Regions from separate parts of the Mus musculus genome. Here region 1 is linked to region 2. A link is a contact called in public Hi-C data. All regions are on one chromosome and are shown on one strand. The core of a region is the stretch at or near the end of the contact, and the rest is flanking DNA. Distances in the headings are between cores, read along the strand shown. Region 1 has its middle 16 kb from the start of Ccnl1. Region 2 has its middle 7.5 kb from the start of Gm35039.

Evidence for each region. Hi-C and Micro-C count contacts between places; a contact is called where the count stands out from the background.
Region 1: a Hi-C map of liver shows a contact between it and region 2, with 1.9 times the contacts expected there. The contact joins two enhancer-like sites. A contact is called at or near these places in 2 of 15 datasets of contacts at CTCF or cohesin (CD8 T cells and the NIH/3T3 cell line), 79 of 484 Hi-C or Micro-C datasets (the 63-12 cell line, B cells, the BV-2 cell line and 53 more), 13 of 115 datasets of contacts at active chromatin or transcription factors (CD8 T cells, the HPC-7 cell line, the SCID.adh cell line and 9 more) and 3 of 9 other capture datasets (adipose tissue, liver and pancreatic islet).

The regions. Positions count from the first base shown.
Region 1 is chr3:65,972,339-65,976,033 of GRCm38.p6, forward strand. No RefSeq gene overlaps it. Among named protein-coding and RNA genes, the nearest start is that of Ccnl1, 16 kb to the left of the region's middle. Within about 2 kb of position 2,228, at least 437 of the 459 cell types and tissues checked have an H3K27ac peak or open chromatin away from gene starts, as enhancers often do. A contact at or near this core is called in liver, where this site is marked.
Region 2 is chr3:65,933,943-65,937,668 of GRCm38.p6, forward strand. No RefSeq gene overlaps it. Among named protein-coding and RNA genes, the nearest start is that of Gm35039, 7.5 kb to the left of the region's middle. Within about 2 kb of position 1,414, at least 7 of the 459 cell types and tissues checked have an H3K27ac peak or open chromatin away from gene starts, as enhancers often do. A contact at or near this core is called in liver, where this site is marked.

The DNA.
Region 1 (3,695 bases), core at 978-3,477, 39 kb after region 2:
TTTAACTATTTATGGCATGATTTTTTTGACCTTACATAGAGCTCTGCGTGTGTGTGTGTGTGTGTGGGGGGGGGGCAGGGCATGGCATGAGAGTGGAGGTGGGAGGACAGCATGTGGGACTTTGTTCTCCCCACACAATGTGGAATCTGATAGTTTCCCCACTGAAAGAGAAGACTTCCTGGCTTCCCTTGTGGATTAGGGAAGCCATTTCTACCCCTGGAAGGAATTTTGGCCACCGGCATATGTCGATGACAAAAGTGTCCCTTTACCATGAATAGACATAGTTCCACCTAAGGTCAGACCAAGGCTCATTTCCAGTTTCTCTGTGGACTGTATAATTTATTCTTCATGAGAGGATTTAGCGCAATGGTTCTCAACCTGTGGGTTGAGACCCCTTCAGAGTTGCCTAAAACCATCAGAAAATAGAGATATTTACATTATAATTTATGACAGCAGCACATTTACAGTATAATGTAGCAATGAAAATAATTTTATAGTTGGGGGGGTCACCACAACATGAAGAATGTAATAAAGGGTTGTAGCATTAGGAAGGTTGAGGAACCACTGAGTGAGATCAATATTCTCTCCAGCCTGGGTTCAAAGCACAACCTAGTGCTTTAAGAATATAACCTAGCCTCTACAAAGGCCTGCACTTACCTTGAAGCCTACAAGGACCATCTTTTCTAAAAATTCCCAAAGCCTCTAAACAACTGATCTAGTTAAGAGATATGCTTAATTGCTGTATGTGTTGATCTAGAGATCTGTCCATCAAAGAAAGGAGTGGAGCTGGCTTCTTTACTCTTCCTTAATTAGTCCATGTTACATGTAAATTATTTATTACAGATTTGACAAGCTGACTCCTTTCATCTTTCCTCCGTTGGTTGAGCGTATGGAATGAGAATGTAGAAATTTTTAAAAGATTCTGTTAATAGGGTTAATTAAAAAAATTTTGGTTGTTCAGTTTTAACTTTGCAAAATAAGAGATTTACTTTTGACACGGCAGTCACTGACTTGGGTAGTAACATGGGCTGTTTCTAAAATATTTTTCCTGATTCTCACCCCCCCCCCCCCCAAAATCTTTTTTGTGACAGCAACTAGGCTAACATTGCAGCTTAGGAAGGACTGTGACATCATACTGAACAATACTCATTTTGTAACTAAAGGAAAAGACTTCCTGAAAACACATCAGAGGGTACTTTGCAAGAAATTTTAGTTGGACTTAGTTGTAAACACTGTAACATTGACCTCACTGGAGAGAAAAGTCCTGCATTGGTGATGGCTATTTTGTTTCTGTCTAGTGGCATACATACTTCAGAAACAGATGTTGCTCATCTACTGCTCCTCCAAACCATCACAAACAAGATTTTTTTTTCTACCAGTCAATAAACAATTTAGAGGTGTTTACATTCCTAAGTTTTTCAGCTACTTTAGAAATGAGTACATTGGAATACGAACAAAATTGCTTTTGGTAGTTCACACTGTTTTCATGTGTATCTTTGGATTCTCAGAAGCAACCAAGTTTCTAGTTACAGTGTTCCCGGAGATCAGTGGAGTGCTGGCTGGATTACTATTTTGTATTTAGATAAAAGGACAGTTTACACCTAAATTTTAAGATTTCAGTCGAGTGGTGATGGCTCAAGCCTTTAAATCCCAGCACTTGGGAGACAGAGGCATGCTAGATCTCTGAGTTTCAGCCACCCTGGTCTACAGAGCCCCAGAGCATCCAGAAATAGAAACACCCTGTCTTGAAAAGAGAAAAAAAAATAAATAAATATAATTGTAGGTACTGTAGTGACTCGTTTATAATGCCAATTTTACTATAGGTAGTCAGCGTGGCTCGGCTTTAAACTTAAAACCTCGACACCTAGACGTCAGCCTATAGTATTGGTAAAGCATGCTATTTTCTAGTGTGTTGTGTGGGATTTGCGGACACTCAGTCCCAACGTGGACTGTGGGAGAGAAAGCTGTTTCTGCTCTCCAGTAAAGCGTTTGGGAACATTCAAAATGCCAAGGCCATGACATCACATGTTCTTTATCTTCTTGATAGGAAAGCTGGTAAATGTTCTGGGGCAAGTGAATTTTGTAAACAGGTCATTACGAAGATATTAACAAGGTTTACGGGAGCCTGGTAAGACCTTCGTCACCACAACTCAATAGGGCACTGGAGAGATCAGGACTGGACAGCCGCACTGTGCCCCAGGGAACTGGGGGAGGCAGGGCAACTCCTTCCCCCCCACCTCCACCCAACTCGCTGACCACGTGGTACCGCAGAGCGGCAGACAAGCGACGTTAGTGTCCCCTGCCCCAGCTAGGAAAAGCCGCGGCTTTTCCGCCAGAGAGCATACGCTGGGACTAACAAGTTTCGGGTTGGGACTCATCCAGCCCCGAGGAGTGTCCACTGATCAGTTTCTGGGAAAGCCAGCAGGGAGCCGCGCTGGGCGGGGGAGAGAACCGGGTGGAGCGGAAGTGCACAAACCGGAAGCCGTCATCTAGCCCCGCCCACCCGCTCGCGCGGCGCCCTCCTCCCATCCTGTGGGCGTGTCTAACTCGCTCTCTGGCTTCTGTCCCTGCGAGCGCTGACGCTGCTCCTCTTCTGGTCCCCGCAGCGCCAGCCTCCTGTGACGCCAATAGCCGAGTCCTTATCCAGTCTGGCCGTGGGCCTCGGGGGTGGGCTGAGTGACCAGTTGCTTCTCCTGTGCCTTGGCCTCCAAGCACTTAAATTGAACAGTTTTTAGAGTTTCTTCAAACTTTAAATGTACCCATTTCTTGTGTGAAACTATTATTAATCCCCTCCCAAGCTGGGGGCTTCCGTTGAAAGGAAACAACAAGAAAATAGGTCAATTAGATGTATTTGGAAACGTTGAGCTGTATTTATGCCTTCCCTCTAAACTGGAGAGAGCGTGGAGGCTTTCTGTAAGAAGGCTGGGATAAGACACCTTAGCCTAGCTTGAAAAGATTAATGTAATTTTTAATTTTCTTTTGGATTGTCCTATCCAAGTATTGCGTCTTGAAAGGCTGGACATGAAAAGCAGCTGAGTTTTAGAGAATAGTTAATTGTCTTAAAAAGGCCAGAAGGCTAATTTAAGTGAACAAAAGCCACCGCCTTCAGGCCAACTTGAATAAGGCGCCTTTAAATAAGCGGTGTCTGAGTGTGCCCCACCCCCACCCAGGCTCTGCCTGCTTTTGTCTTTTTTCTCTTTACTACTGTTATTAGTTCACTTCCTAAATTCCCTTTTGTCTCGACTCCCCTCCCTATTGCCACTTCCTTTGTTTTGTTTTCAACACTATCAGATCTTTGGCTGCTTTCCTGATGATTGAGCTGTCCTTTTTATCCTGCCCTTTAAATCCCCACAAACCTAAATTGCAGGGTTAAAGAAAACATGTTCATAAGGGTGTCAAAAGACAAAGAATTTTCATATAGTTGTTTTGTGTATAAGTCTAGAATTGGGCAACATTTCATCTATAAAATGGGTGTTCTGATAGACGGAGGCAGAATAAGTTAGTTTTATGAAGAATGGAGTGCTGATGACCCGTGAAAGAGCAAACCGATTAGACATTTCACAGTGACTGTTCTTGTAAGGCAGGAGTGGAATTCTGACAGTTGACAAAAACAAGCAGACAAAACCCCCAAACCTAATTGGTTAACATTATTTTACTTCAGGTCGCCTTTAGTGTTAGAATAGAGAGAACTGACT
Region 2 (3,726 bases), core at 164-2,663:
TTGGGTCCAGCTGAGGTTGGAATAACAGAGATGACTGATGTCTGGTGATCCCTAATTCAAGACAATTGAAGAAAGTCACACCTTGACACCACCTCATCTTGTCTCAGCAGTGCCCTGTTCTTGACATCAACATAATTCTGGCACTTAAGAACTTCCTTCTAGGTCTAAGAGTGGGATTAACTTTGATCTAATGTTCAGAACTTCTGGTACAAAGCAAGGACTCATGTCCAACACTAGCCCTTTCTCTTTTGAGAAGTCAACTAGCCCTTGTCTGTCTCCACAAAGGTCTACTTTGCACGTGTGGTCAGAGGACTTATACCAATGAATGGTCTTTCTATATGAAGGTAGCCTGAAAGCCTGGTAGCCCATCTAAGACAGGAATAGCCTGTCAGAGTAGTTCTACCTCTGTGTGTTACTGTCTGTCACTCTTTGTTTTTCTGTGTCTGTCTGTCTCTGTCTCTCTCTTCTCTGTGTGTGTCTGTCTGTGTGTCCTCTGTGTATGTGTCTGTCACTGAGTGTGTGTGTGTGTGTGTGTGTGTGTGTGTGTGTGTGTAGGGGTGTCTCTGTGTGTTTGTCTCTCTGTGTCTGTGTGTGTTTTTCTCTGTGAGTCTGTGTGTATCTGTGTGTGTTTGTGTTTGTCACTGTGTGTGTCTGCCTGTGTGTCTGTCTGAGTCTCTGTGCATGTTTCTCTCTCTCTCTCTCTCTCTCTCTCTCTCTCTCTCTCTCTCTGTGTGTGTGTGTGTGTCTGTCTGTCTGTCCATGTGTGTGTCTGTCACTAAATGTGTGTGTAGGGGTGTCTCTCTTTCTGTTTGTCTCTCTGTGTCTCTGTGTGTGTGTCTATGTGTATTTGTGTGTATGTGTATGTGTCTGTGTTTATATGTCTGTTACTGTGTGTCTGTATGTGTGTGTGCATGTCTGTCTCTCTGTATGTATGTGTCTGTCTCTTTGTGTATGTAAATGTCTGTCTCTCTGTGTGTGTCTGTCTCTCTGTGTCTATTTGTGTGTGTGTGTGTGTGTGTGTGTGTGTGTGTGTAGGATCAGTGCAGAGGAGCAGGAGGCCCATTGTGGGTTGATGTAGAGAAATAGGATTGCTCTAGTCCTAAGATAGCTTAGGTCCATATCCAAGCAATGACTGTCCCACTGCCCAGTCCAGGTCAACAACCACCAACTGAAAAGTATTTCTTGGAACCTAGAAAAAAAAGTTTCAGGAAAGTCAGACACAGCGCAGGTCTCCTGGTGGAAGGTCTCCAAACCATCCTGGTATAACTCAACCATGATTGGACATTACCAACCCAGGTAATACGGCCATGGTGCCTGAGGTACATGTCTGCTTATCTAGATCACATGGACCAAGGCTGAGGGTAGACAGGCCAAAACAAGCAGAGCTTAACCTGGCAACATCCCAAGCACTGGTCTCACCACTGTCCCTTCTGATTTCTCAGCTGGACTGACAAAGTCTGCACTGGCATGGCTGAAGTCTATACCCACTCCAACTTTAACCATTTCTGTTTATAGCAGAGCCCTGGCAACAACACAAAGTGAAGCAAAGGTGAGCTTTCTTCCACGAAGTAGAGTTCCTGAATCTTACTTGCTGGAAGTTTGAGTAACCGGTTGTTTAAACCTCACACACACACACATACACACACATACACACACACACACACACACACACACACACACACACACACACACACACACACACACACAGCCACTTCAGTTGGCTCTGCTTTGAATGTACAGTCCCAACCAGAGACCCCAGGAGTGATTACTTAAGTCCTTCTGTTTCGTCCGAGAACCAGCTTCACTGGCCTTTCTTGTTCCAAGATTTGCAGAGAATTGTCAGAAAGACCCCATTTCAGTCACTGGCATTTCAAAGGGGTTCTTGCAGAGGCAAAAATGGTTCCTATGCTCTGAGGACATTTCCTTCACCCTTGAATGTTTATGGGGTGCTCACATGGATCGGTTGCTTGCCAGTTCCGAGCCAGAACCTTTTCTGTTTGGAGGAAGGATAATTTACTAAAAACTGTTTTAGGGGGGTTGTTGTTGTTTTTGTTTTCTTAATTTCCAATTTTTTTTTCCTGGAAACACACCTTCAATTTGTTTTTTGCAAATTAAAGAGTATCACTTTTGGGGGCTGGAGAGATGGCTCAGTGGTTAAGAGCACTGACTGCTCTTCCGAAGGTCCTGAGTTCAAATCCCAGCAACCACATGGTGGCTCACAACCATCTGTAATGGGATCTGATGCCCTCTCCTGCTGTGTCTGAAGACAGCAATGGTGTACTCATATACAGAAAATAAATAAATCTTAAAAAAAAAGAAAGTATCACTTTTGCTGATGCATAATATACCTTCTGTTATCATGATCTTCAGGGATGTTTTCCTAAAACTCTCAAATCTCTTTCTTCATTGCACTAAAAATACTTGCATAGGTGGAACTCACGACTTTTGGCAAACGGTGAATTCAACATCTTCTCTCCTTTCTCCACCAGAGAACAAGTCTACAGCCACTGGAGCATTGCCATGTGTCGCCAGGGGCCACTGGAGCATTGCCATCCGTCACCAGGGGAATCCAACCTTGGCAAGTGTCAGTGCTCAAACTGCGCTGACACCCGGTGGTAAAAGAGCTTCAGGGTCAGGCTGTCTCCCCCACTCTGGGCTCTCACACTAGTTTGAACAGGATTTCGGGCCTGGTCTCAAGGAACAGCTTCTGGGGTCCTACACGATCCGAGGGGGCCTGGCACTAAATGTCATGTGATGTGTTCTTCGGTGTGAAAAGGCTTCTGGCTGTGCGCTTGACTTTAATCTTCCGTTTGGGACACTTGATTCGATTGCCTTAACAAAGGAGGTTTTTCCCCAGGAGTAAGACGGCTGTCAGGCTTTTCAAGAAAGTTCTTGTGGCAGCAGAAGCTCTCTGGTGAGGTTTCCTTCACCTCTATATTTCCATTCATGTTAGGGCCACTGTCTAACATGTACATACCACGCTAATGCCTGGGAACTGACTTCTGTTAATCTCTCTCATCCACAGGCTGTCGTTGAGTACTTGCTGTTTAGAGACTCTAGTTAAGGGAAGGGACACAAAGAGGAATGAAGAGTTCATCTCTGGTTGGAGATTAATTGGACAATCAAGTCAAACATAAGAAATGATGCTTGCCGACATGATAGCAATGAGTTTTCAATACTCAAGGAATAATAGCACCTGCTAGTGTTTAAGAAGGAAGCGCTGGCGCTCTGCTTAGCACATGATGTCCGGGCAGCTCTTTTCTCGTTGCTGGAAATGAGGCTGTGACTTCAGGAAGTGATGACAGGACAGAGCACCTGCTCCTGTGTGCCAGCATCTCTGCGCACATTGCTAACTCCACAGTTGTAAATGGGAAACTTTATCTTAGATAATCCACAGGTGAAGAAACTTGGGCTGAGAAAGGCTAAGTAACTGTGCCACTAAGTAGAAGCTGCAGACTTCTAAGGAAGATCAGCCTAACTTTAGAGCCTGTGTTCCTTTGCTTCCTCACTACTTCCATATCCCTTCCTTCATCAGCATCACCCCATGTCAGGCAGTTGGGGGTTTAACTTGAGAAGTTTCCAAAGCAAGCAGACGTCGATTCCAGGAAGCAGACGCTAAAGTTGGAAAACTGGTGCCCTCCAACATCTAAGCCCAACCCTGGATGGGCTATCTCAAGACCTGGACACCTAAAGGCCAGGCTGGACTCAGGAATAAGCACTTGCATA